Regions from separate parts of the Mus musculus genome. Here all the other regions are linked to region 4. The links are chromatin contacts, called in public HiChIP or PLAC-seq and promoter capture Hi-C maps. All regions are on one chromosome and are shown on one strand. The core of a region is the stretch at or near the end of the contact, and the rest is flanking DNA. Distances in the headings are between cores, read along the strand shown.

Region 1 (2,700 bases), core at 35-2,534, 690 kb after region 4:
GCAGGTAAAGGGCCTGGTTGCCAAGCCTGACAGCCTCAATTCCATCTGTCCCCAATACCACATGGGGGAAGCCGAGAACCAATTTCTCTCACCTCCAGTCTAGTAATGTGGCCTGTGTGTCACACACAAACACAAAAGAAATGTAATAATAAAGAGTCGTTGCTTTAGCTGAGCATTGGTGGCACTGACCTTTCTTTTGTTTTGGGGGTGGGGGGTTCCAGACGGGGTTTCTCTGTGTAGCCCTGGCTGACCTCAAACTCAGAAATCCACCTGCCTCTGCCTCCCAAGGGCTGGGATTAAAGGCGTGCACCACCACTGCCCGGCTTTTTTTGGGGGTAGGGGGTGGGGGTGGGGAGGTCGCTGGCCTTTCTAATCCCAGTACTCAGGAGGCAGAGGCAGATGAATCTCTGTGACTTCGAGGAGAGCCTGCTCTACAGAGTCAGTTTTGGGAGAGCCACGAAAGAAACCTACACAAAGAGGTTGTCTTGAAAACCCACAAGTTAAAAAAAGAAAAGAAAAGAACCCGGTGTGGTGTCGCACACCTTTGATCCCAGCACTCAAGAGGCAGAGGCAGGCAGATTTCTGAGTTCGAGGCCAGCCTGATCTACAGAGTGAGTTTCAGGACAGCCAGGGCTACATAGAGAAACCCTGTATCGAAAAACCAAAAAGAAAAGAAAAAAAGAAAGAAGAAGTTGTTGTCAATAAGTAGTGCAAAAGCAGGGAGAGTCGCGTATTCCTATATCCCATAATTTAGAAAGTTTAGATGCTGTCTTCAAAAAAAATGCTAGATTTTTTTTTTTTTTTGAAATGTGAGGTAGGTATGACACACTTTTTTTGGTTTTGTTTTGTAGCTCTGGCTGTCCTGAAACTCACTCTGTAGACCATGCTGTCCTCGAACTCAGAAATCCGCCTGCCTCTGCCTCCCGACTGCTGGGATTAAAGGCGTGCTGCCACCACTGCCCGGCACGACACACTTTTTTTTTATATCATCTTCCGTATTTCTTGGGCCTTTAAAGCCACCTTCCAAACTGCCAATCTCCCCAAAAGTTCTGATGTGGAAGCAGTCACTCCCGCTCCGTCAACATCCCCGGTCAACTCTACTAAAGAGGTCCAGCTCCTCCCTCGGGACACCAGAGGCCCAGGCTAGACCACGAGACGACAAGGACACGATAGCTTACTTTTCCAGCTACTTCTTACTCTAGGCAGGCCTGCCGACATGAATGCTCAGAAACCGCCACACTCTGAGGGAGCTCCGGAGTCCCGGGGTCACCCACCGGAAGCTGTGCGTGCGTGCGTGAGCGGGCGAGTGCGTGGACGCGCGCGTGGGCGCCAACCACTCCCTACCGCAGCCCCCCAAAGTGGGAGGCTGGCCCACAATCCCCCGCGAGGGCGGGAAAAGCAAGGGGTCGCCTGGCAAGGGTCAGGGGACACACAACAGACCTCCTACAAGGGTTTTTTGAATTTTTCACAGCAGGAAACTGCCAACTGGTCAGTTTCTGGTTGCTGCGTCTACTACAACTTCCATCCAGGAGGATGGATTCTTGAGGAACCCGTGAAAGAGGGCAGAGCATGGTGAGGAAATATGCTGTACAGGGTTCACTTGGCCTGGCTACCGTCTCCGCGTCTCCGGCCTCTTTTTTTGTTTTTGTGTTCACTGTCAGGCTATATCCGAAACGTGACTCGGACGAGTGAAACTAGAAGACAACCTTACATGAAACCAGTGTGTGGGATTTCCTCAGCAGCAGCAAGGCCTCGTGAGTCTAGGCCGCGCGAGCCCCGCCCCTTACGCCGCGCGTGTGACGTCACGCCACTGACCCTCCCCCGCGGGAGGGCGGGGTTTGGGTTTCCAGCGCTTTCGCGCCTCTTGCTCTACGTCACTGCGTGCGTAGCCGCCGAGCTCTCAAAAAAAAAAAAAAAAAAAAAAAAAATGCAGCGGGAGTTGGTGGGTTATCCGCTGTCTCCAGCGGTGCGCGGGAAGCTGGTGGCTGCGGGGTTTCAGACGGCGGAGGACGTCCTAGAGGTGAAGCCCTCCGAGCTCAGCAAAGGTAACGACTCCCAGCTGCCAGCTGATGCACCGCGGCCGCTTGGCGCCGCCTCCGTCTTCGTTCCGCCGCCTCCGCCAAGCCGATCTTTTGACACCGCTGAAATTCTCTTGAGCTTGGAACTGTGTGGAGCAACGTTTACTGATTGCTTTCTCCGTGCTCGCTGGATGCTTTGAGGAGTGCCTCACTTAATGGTTTAAGGAAGGCTCCTCTTGGACCAGGGTGTCCAATCTGTAGATGAAAGAACCGACTTCTCATCTTGAGGTTTCATGATAAACTGGGTTGGGAAACAATCACAAGCCATGTAATTCTCCTTGGTCAAAGATCCTGGGGGGCGGGGGGGGGGAATTGAAGTTGAAAAATAAAGGATTAGAGAAGGACTAGAGATATTTCAGTGAGAAAAGCAATAGAACATTCCCTTAGACCAGGAGAAAGCTCTAGAAAGACGTTCGTGATTCACAGGAATACTGCCTCCCCCCCCCCCCCGCCCTGGCCCCCGACTTTTCTCAGAGTTCTTTAGGTTACAGATAAGTGGGAATCACAACCGGGCAGTGGTGGCGCACGCCTTTAATCCCAGCACTTGGGAGGCAGAGGCAGGTGAATTTCTGAGTTCGAGGCTAGCCTGGTCTACAGAGTGAGTTCTAGGACAGCCAGGGCT
Region 2 (2,700 bases), core at 45-2,544, 520 kb before region 4:
GGAGGCCCTACACTGTTTGATGTCCCCTCCTCCTCCACCTCTAAATATAACCAGCCAGTCAATCAGTCTTGGCAGCCGTCGGGGCTAGGGCTGTCAGACGGAGTTTGCCTTGGATCCTCTGAACTATTGGCTTGTTTTCCCAGCTTGCAAGTGTATTCAAATAGTGAGATTGGAATTAGCCTTGCAAACATGCCGGCAGGTGGGGCCTCCAGGTTGAGAAGGAGGCAGCGTTTGTGGTGTCAAATGACATTTCTCTCTCCTCCACTCTCTGAAGTGGAGCAGGGGCTGAGTTGAGCGAGGGAGTGGTGGCTTTCACGCTTAGTGAGCAAGATGCGTGGGTGTGTTTTCCTGAATTGTGATTAAATTTTTTTTTCTTTTAAATTTTAAGTTGTTGCAAGAGAGAAAATGAGAAACCGGCAGGTGGTGGGGATTACTCGAAGGCTGTGTTGGATGGAGGAGGAGTACAGATGTAGTTTGGGGAGGGGTGTTTTCCCAGGGTATTTCAAGTGGACTCTGAGGCTCCCATCCTGGCCAGGGTTCTAGGTCTTCAGAAAGGACACAGCTTCCTGAACGGGAACAGCCCTTCCTGCTGCTGCCCTGAGGCTATTCCTGTAGGCTAGGAACAGTGTGGCTCCCAGTCCCCCCCCCCCCCCCCGAGGCTTGTTAAAGGGACCTGTGGGTAGCTGCCCGAAGATGCTAAATCCCAACCTGAAAGGCACCAGGGAGAAGCCTTGCACACACATTGCCATCCCTCTCACGCCCAGTTGCTTTTACCTGGAGCTTCATTGAAGGATGCAGTTGCGGTTGTCTGTGGCATGGCCTGGGCACATGGGTCCCTGCACTTCCGCCAACTGTGTGGTACCCTGTAGGCCTGGGCAGCTCTGTGATTGGTGCCAGCAGCAGATGCAATCATCCAATGATGGGCATCCACACTGGGTTCTGTAGGGTTCCGGGTCTTTAGCTGAGTTTAGAGAGGAAGAAGTTAAAGCAGCTCACCCAGGTCCTAGGGGCTCCTGCAGCCCAGAGTTGTCCTATACATGAATCTTCCAGAGGAGTTGCTTTGTGGTCCAGGACCCCTGGTTATCCATGACACCCTTGCATGGGATCTGTAAAGATAATTTTTTTTTCCATAAGAATTCTAAGATCGGTCTTTCATGGATATACAGTGGAATTTTCCAAAGGAAATCTCTACCAAGGATTTCCATCTTGGGCTGCCTCCTGGTCATTTGGTGACATAGTGCTGAATGCTGAGAAAACTTGTCCTAGGTAGGACCTGCTTCGATCCCCTGGTGGACTGTTGGTGTTGGTGCTGGTGTCTTGGGTTAATTTTTTGTGATCGTCGAGGGAGGACACCCCAGAACGTCAACGGGCATCAGTCACCAGCCTTGTTGTTAACTGTGCTTCCTCCTCTGTCACGGGGAGGAGTGTGGGTTCTGAGCAGCTGTGTGCTACAGAGCACTGTAACCCTGAGAGAGGTGGTGACCTCTCTGATCCCCTGCAACCCCTACAAATAGAGCAGGCAAGAAACTGCTGAACAGACAGACATGTGGGCCTCTGCCAGAGAGAGGGGCCCTCCCATTACTGAGTAATTTGTTTTGGGTTAGTCCCCCGAGAGATGGGGGGGGGGCAGGGGCGTGTAGCACCTTCTCAGTTGCTTCTGGCTTTGCAAAGGGACATGATGCAATGCTCACACAAGATGTCAATTAGCTCTGAACTGGGAAGGAAGGGATGAGAGGGCCCAGCCTGTGCCTGGGTAGGGTGCCATTCTGTGAGTTCCTTCATTTCATGTGCTCCTGCGAGCAGAATCTGATACCAAGGATAACAGATGAACAAAAGGGGGGGTACCTTCATTTGTGTCAGGCTGGGCAGGCTTCCTTTCTGGTCTCAATACTGTATCTACAGTGTCCCTAGAGAATGATGGGACTGTGATCTGGAGGGGTTCAGAGGAGAAAGGAGCCAGGGTAACCCTCACCCTCCCTTAACAAGAATAGAAGACAGTAAAGGGCCCCAGAAATAAATAATTGTTAACCAGACTGATTAATCAATAGACTAATTAAAAATCAAACACCTAAGAACACCACGGTCTGGGTTAATTATAAACCAACATTGAGGCGTTAAAACTTGTCCAGCCCATGGCTTTGAATTATTAACTGAATGAGTTAATTTCAAGCCGTCAGCTTAGGTAGCTGTGAGATCCAGGGTTAGAAGGAGGGGAGTTAGTGTGCCCTTTCCTTCGAGGGCCCGCTTTGGCGCCACGATCTTTATCAGTGTTGCTGTTTGCATTTTAAATCAAAATATCCTAAATGTTAGGCAGAGCCTCACACGCTTCAGTAAACTGTGCCGAAGGAGCAGAGCGAGCCAGCAAGAGTTGGCCTACGCTTTTCTTTCCTGTTGAAAGAACGACCGGTCTTAGTATCCCAGCATTCCAGTGGGAGAAAGGGCTCTGATGAATGCTTTCGGTTTGCAGTGATGACCACCCCCCCCCCCCCGCCCCCAATCCTGGCCCCAGCTCTGGCCCTGGCCCCGGCCCCTGTCTTGGTTGCTCTTTAGTGTGTTGGTTGCTCTTTAGTGTATTTTTTTTTCCTCTTTCTGAGATCAAGGTCTAGGCGTGGGTTCTCAGAAGTCTCCCCTGACCACCTGCTCTGATTTGAGACCCCTATAACACTGGGTGATGGTTGAGTACCCTCTCCATGCTTATGA
Region 3 (2,727 bases), core at 208-2,707, 620 kb before region 4:
CAGATGATTCAAAAATCAGTTTGTTTGGAGTGTTGGGAAACAGCAGGGTTTGTGGTCTGAAGTCTTATGAAGTGCCTTCTAAAAATCATATTCACAATTTATAATAAACACAGTCCATGTAAGTACACAATTTTAAAAAGGGACTTTGACATTGTTACATTGTTCACTACAAATGCTCCGCCCATCCATGCTGTCAGAGAGGCACTACCCCAGTTTAGGGGACAGAGAGATTGACAGTCTGACCACTCAAAAGCTTTGGCTGTGTTGAGATTTTTCCAAATGTCTCCAAACCCACAATGGACACGGCATAGTTTTGGTGATGAGTGAATTCCATTGTCTCCTAATCCTATGAAAATTAATGGGAAAGTGTTAATTGTGCATCAATGCATGCTTAACATTAACCCAGGGATTTGATGAACCACAACTTTATGTTGCCCCTCATGCCATATTAACTTGGTTTATTGTAATAATTTAAAACAATAAGGATAATTGTATCCGTACTGTTTTAAATACTCCATAAATTGAATACAGCCTGAATCTGGCCAGCCTGGAATACGAAGTGTGCGATTCCCCCGGGAAGCTACAGTCACCAATCCTTTGGAGTTTACACTTTGCCAGGGGAGAAAGGGAACTTTTACCAAACACCTACTAAGTGTCAGAATCTGTGAGGCTCCTAGTTCCAAAAACTAGGGGTAAGGTGCTTTGTTATCTCCAAGACCTACCGCAGGTCTTGGGAGATAGAGAGCCATTTCACTCCTGGCGCTTACACTCTTTACAGAGGAAGCCCTAGTAACTTTAAACATAAATAAATTAGATAACGGATGAATGGTCGAGGGATTTTCTGAAATAAGCACCTATCTTAACCACCCTCGGGATACTCCCAAACTGCTACTCAATCTCCATGAACATTTGCTTTGAACCCCAATCATTTGACCTTGACCCCTACAAGCCCACTTTATTATATTTTCAAATCGCGGTCTGAGTAAGGCGCAAGCCCTGTCTGGTTGCTTCCTCGCCCCCTGTTATCTATCGCGTCAGTTTCTCAAAGTTCCGAAATAACCTTCGCGGGCACGGCTCCGTACCTCTGGCGGGGAAGGGCGGGGAGCCGTGCAGGACGTGCCAGTGTGGAGCGGGAGCCAGAGAACTTGCCGCGCGAAGGGAAAATAAAACTTGTGGCTGGTGTTCGTGCAGGAGGGTCTCCTCCATCCGCAAGCCCCCCAGATCCCGGGGTTCTCGAGGACTGCCCTGGGAGCGCAGGGTGTGGGTGTGCTCCCGGCGTCCTTGACCTAAATTTCCGCGCGGTGGCTGGAAACGGGGGCACAGAGGCAGGGAGGGCGGCGGGTGCCACCTCCGAATCGGGCGCAGGGCCCCAGGAACTTGAATGAATAGTCCGAACTAGGGGGGCCCGGGGGCGCTGCCGCCTCCCGGCCCAGCGAACAGCCCGGGCCGAGCTCCCCGCGCCTCCCCCTCCCCCACACCCAGCCCATGTGATCTGAGCCGACTCGGGGTGCGCTTCCCGTCTCCCCGCCTGCTTGGCGTGGCCAACCCCCCCACTCGAGTCGCGGGGCTCGCGCGCCGCCCCTGATGGGTCCCGCTGCCGCGGGGGGCCGAGCGTGTGCGCGCGCGGACAGGCGGGGGACCGAACGGGGTGCGTGACGTCACCGCATTGGTTACACGACGTTCTAGAACTCCGCCCCACGTGCGCGGGGAGGAGGGGGAGGAGGAGGAGGAGATGGGGGTGGGGAGGAGGAGGGGGAGAGGTGGGGATGGGCCGGGGGGGCGGGGACGGGGGGTGTGCGAGGCGGCGGGGCTGAGCTGAGCCGAGCCCACGTGTGACGGGCTCTCGCCGCTGGCCCGGCTCGGCGCTCGCGGAGCTTCGCAGCCGCCGGGCGGGGGGAGGAGGCGGGGGAGGAGGGACGGAGATCTGGGGCTCGGAGCCGGCCGCCGCTGCGCTCCGCTTCGCTGTGGGGCTCGGTGTGTCGGGGGTGGGGGGGCGGGGGGGCTCCGCTATGGAGGCAAATGGGAGCCCAGGCACCTCGGGCAGCGCCAACGACTCCCAGCACGACCCCGGGTAAGTTTCCAGCCGCTGCCCACCGCGCCGCCGCGGGCTCGTTCGGGGCTGTGCGGGCGACGGTGCGGAGCGGGGCATTCGCGCGCCCCCCGCGCCCCCGCGCGCACCCTTGGGGCACTCGCGCACCTTGGGGTGGCGTGGGGCCGCCACCTTCTCCCCCAGCCCACCTCCAGGCTCGCGCTCGCCCGCTCCCCCCCAGCTTTCCTTTTAGCTTTTGTAAGTTACACGTCAAAATGGCCGATCTGACATCGGTGCTCACTTCGGTTATGTTTTCTCCCTCTAGTAAAATGTTTATCGGTGGACTGAGCTGGCAGACCTCACCAGGTAAGGGAGGGAGGGGGGGACGCCTGGGTCCCCCCCTTCTTGGCTTCTTTATTGCTCTTTGTTATCCCAGTGTAAGAGCCCCCCCACCCCGCCATTGGCTCCCCACTTCTCCTGTGCAAGGTTATTTTTTTAAATAGCAAATCCTTTCCGAGCCCTCTACGCGACCTCTGTTGCTGAATTTCCCCCTCGTGTGCAAAAATATTGCAAAAACAAAACAGAATAACAACAGAAAACTACTTTTGCTTTTTGTCCTTGATCAAAAAATTGCATTGCTCCCCCCTCCACACCTTCTCCCACCCCCCCATCTCTCTCTCTCTCCCTCTCTCTCTACA
Region 4 (2,880 bases), core at 142-2,641:
AGGTCCCACTTCACATTCGATCCAGCAGGAGCCAAACTTCATAATGAGATGACATCTATAAGATAAGGAGACTCCTAGTATCACACACTGCCTTCAAACAGCATACATAGTTAACTCCATAGGTCTGTAAAGAACCTTAGGGCTGGGAGGGCCAGAGCAACTCCAGAACCCCTTCTCCTGGGCCAGGTGGCTCAGGGTGTTGCAAGGTGTATTTCCTGGGTTTCAGGCTACTGAGGACCAGGTGGTGACCAAGGCACATGGTCTTCTATCCGACGTCACCTCTAGGGTATCTCATCACTATCTTCCCAATTATCCACCCCCACCCTCTATTCTTACAATAAGTAAATAAACAAACAAATAAAGGAAATCTAAAAATCTCTCTTCCTTAAAACACCCTCTCCAGGAATTTAATAGCAGTATGAATTTCTTGAAGCTGAAACTTTTTATTAAGGAAAGAAAATGGACAAGCCCATGCTGGGGTGGCAAGCCACCAACCATTCAGAGAGAAACCCAAGAGCGCTGAAGGAATAAAGGCAAGCCCCGGCCCCCTGGAGCTCAGCGCCCCAGGCACTCAGAGTTCGAGGGGCGGGGGAGCAGGGGCGGGGACAGCGCATTCTGAACTTTCTCCAGCCGGGTCGCGGAGAGACGCAGCTCCCAGGGGACCGGGTGGGACCAGAAAAGGCTGAACCGACCGGTGACCACGGCGGGAGCAGGAAACGATTCTCCCCTCCCCCTAAAAGGAGTTCAGCTCCCAACCCAGGCCCCCGCCTCGCCATCGCCATTCAGGCTGCGCCCCCAAGCCCGGGCGAAGCCGGGAGGGTGTCCACACAAAGCGGGGAACCGGGGAGCAGAGAGACCCGGGTTGAGCAGGCTCCCCAAGGCCTCGCGTCCCTTCCTCGCGGCGCCGGCTGGCCGGCGACCACCCCTCGGATCGCGGCCCCGGGATCCTCCGCACGCTCCCTGTGCCCAGGACCAGGAACGAGGCGGGCAGCGGCGGAGGGAGGGCGGCCGGGGACCTGCCGCGGGCTCCCGGGCAGCCTTGGCCACCGCGCGAGGACTCAAACTCGCGACGGCCCGGCCCTCGCGGCCGCGCCTCGGCGATGCTCCCGGGGAAGGTGGGGCCACCGGGCCGGGGTGGAGCGCGGCGCCCGCGAGCTCGCGCTAGGGGCGGCGAGAGCGAATCGGGGTCTTACCGAGCACCGCACGCGCGTCCGCTCCCGCGGGGCCGCTGGGGTCGGGCGGCGGGGGAGGGGCGCGGTCCCGCGGCGGCAGCGGCAGCCCGGCTTGGTGGCGCGGCGGCGCGGCTGGGCGCCGGGAGGCGGAGAAAGCGAGGCGAGGCCGGCTTCCTAGCGGCGGGCGGCGAGAAATGCAGCTGTCCCTGCGAAGCTGCCGGCGGGGCCACAAGTGGGGCGCGCGGGGAGGAGCGGGGCTGCGCGCGCGGCGGGGCTCAGGCTGCGACACCCCCAGACCCTCTCCCCAGGACTGGAAGCAGGAATAGGGATCCCGAGGCCAATGCGGTTGCGCAGGATACGGGGCAAGGGGAGAGGGATAAGGGGCAAGGGGCCTCTGAGGACACTGGGACAGTCTCCTCTGTGCATTCCTGCACAGACCGCTCCTCTTGAGGACTTGTGATCTTCCCTTTATGGCCCGGTGTGATGCGCTTGGGCTCTGCCGACTTGGGAAGCACCTTAAGGGGTTGTTAAAGCAAGGAGACCTGAGACGTGGGAAATTTGGGAAAGAGGGGGACCTAAATGCAAGGCTGACCTGAGAGTTTGCAGACATACACGAGGAGCCACTAGTGAGGGCTGTAGAAGATGCACGAACCTCTCTGGGCTTGGGGACATCAGGAGTGTGGGAAAGTGGCAGCTCTGCGGAGTTAGAGTTCAGGAAATAAAATGTAATATTGAGGCCAGAGGAAATCGTGAAGTTGATTAGGAAAATCAAAGTTACCACCCACTAACATCTTATCTCCACCCAGCATTCGCCATTACTTCAAAGGCTTCTGAGCCTCGATAAGGGATTCCACAAACGTTTTAATAAACGGTCGATCAACTGGTTAATTTTCCAAGTGGTTTGGTTTTGTGCACTAATTTGGAGATGAGAAAAGGGAACAGAGGGAATGATGGAAGAGCCTGCCCATTTGTGTGTGGAGCCCTGCACACAGCCCTCTCCTCTTCCGAAGACTTACAATCTTTGCTGAGAAGTCTGGGCATGCTCACCCAAGAGACATCTGATGGTGAAAATCACAAACCAAGGCCCCAGAGTCTCCATCCTTTGCTTGTCAAGGGTAATTTCTTCAGCGAGGTGGAATCTGAGGATACCCTGGGAGAAACCCCACCTCTGAGAATCCCTTGTTCCCTTCGGCCCCTCTGCCCATGCCCCTTCACCCGGCTTCCGGGAACCCTCACACTATCAGGACCCCACGTGAAAAATTCTGACTCTGAAGTCCTCCGATGTGGCTGCTGACTGAGATGTCACCAAGCGCTCAGGATTTATCCTCTCGGCCAGTAAAGCCTAGATGATGGTATCGAGTTTGTCACTTTATACTGTAGTGTTAACTTCACCTGTCACTTTTCTGCTTATTGGCAGAATCTTTCTCTAATCTGTCCCAGTCACTTTGACATTTCAGGACTTGGGGTTGGGGTGGGGGCTACCAATCTGGAGATTTTCCTGTTTGTGCGTGCCTCTAGGATGCTTATGAAATGTATTTTCATTCAAGTCGTTAGCAAAGCCAGCTAGTCGCTGTGATTGTCACCCTTGAAGTAGCCTGTCTGTGAGCTTTTCAATGTCCTCCTTTGGGGTCGATTCCGGAAGCAGCTTCCCAGTCCTGCCTCCCTACACCCCCACCCCCACCTCCACCCCTGCTTCTCATACCCAGAG

Evidence for each region. Promoter capture Hi-C pulls out the DNA fragments that hold promoters and counts their contacts. HiChIP or PLAC-seq counts read pairs in DNA pulled down with a chosen protein or histone mark.
Region 1: a promoter capture Hi-C map of liver shows a contact between it and region 4, with 2.1 times the contacts expected there. The contact joins the promoter of Tex14 here to the promoter of Cuedc1 in region 4. A contact is called at or near these places in 1 of 39 promoter capture datasets (liver) and 1 of 115 datasets of contacts at active chromatin or transcription factors (pancreatic cancer cells).
Region 2: a contact with region 4 is called in an H3K27ac HiChIP or PLAC-seq map of regulatory T cell precursor, with 6 times the contacts expected there. The contact joins the promoter of 0610039H22Rik here to the promoter of Cuedc1 in region 4. A contact is called at or near these places in 2 of 39 promoter capture datasets (hippocampal neurons and liver) and 4 of 115 datasets of contacts at active chromatin or transcription factors (double positive thymocytes, pancreatic cancer cells, regulatory T cell precursor and 1 more).
Region 3: a contact with region 4 is called in an H3K4me3 HiChIP or PLAC-seq map of pro-B cells, with 3 times the contacts expected there. The contact joins the promoter of C030037D09Rik here to the promoter of Cuedc1 in region 4. A contact is called at or near these places in 16 of 39 promoter capture datasets (the 3T3-L1 cell line, 3T3-L1-derived adipocytes, the HPC-7 cell line and 12 more), 2 of 484 Hi-C or Micro-C datasets (both in embryonic stem cells), 11 of 115 datasets of contacts at active chromatin or transcription factors (astrocytes, differentiating embryonic stem cells, embryonic stem cells and 6 more) and 2 of 9 other capture datasets (embryonic stem cells and liver).

The regions. Positions count from the first base shown.
Region 1 is chr11:87,403,649-87,406,348 of GRCm38.p6, reverse strand. Tex14 (testis expressed gene 14) reads right to left here and starts at 1,284. Exons shown (of 31, transcript NM_031386.2): 1 at 1,179-1,284. Rad51c (RAD51 paralog C) reads left to right here and starts at 1,843. Exons shown (of 9, transcript NM_053269.4): 1 at 1,843-2,045. The coding sequence starts at 1,928.
Region 2 is chr11:88,617,845-88,620,544 of GRCm38.p6, reverse strand. 0610039H22Rik (RIKEN cDNA 0610039H22 gene) reads right to left here and starts at 1,294. Exons shown (of 3, transcript NR_131025.1): 1 at 775-1,294. The region is part of intron 5 of Msi2 (musashi RNA-binding protein 2); the gene reads left to right.
Region 3 is chr11:88,717,373-88,720,099 of GRCm38.p6, reverse strand. It overlaps C030037D09Rik (RIKEN cDNA C030037D09 gene), which reads right to left and starts at 1,457. Exons shown (of 4, transcript NR_038058.1): 1 at 1,083-1,457. It overlaps Msi2 (musashi RNA-binding protein 2), which reads left to right and starts at 1,871. Exons shown (of 14, transcript NM_054043.3): 1 at 1,871-2,071; 2 at 2,355-2,395. The coding sequence starts at 2,010.
Region 4 is chr11:88,097,657-88,100,536 of GRCm38.p6, reverse strand. It overlaps Cuedc1 (CUE domain containing 1), which reads right to left and starts at 1,391. Exons shown (of 11, transcript NM_198013.3): 1 at 1,194-1,391. 2210416O15Rik (RIKEN cDNA 2210416O15 gene) reads right to left here and starts at 2,479. Exons shown (of 4, transcript NR_045499.1): 1 at 2,409-2,479; 2 at 2,220-2,322; 3 at 1,785-1,868; 4 at 430-1,675.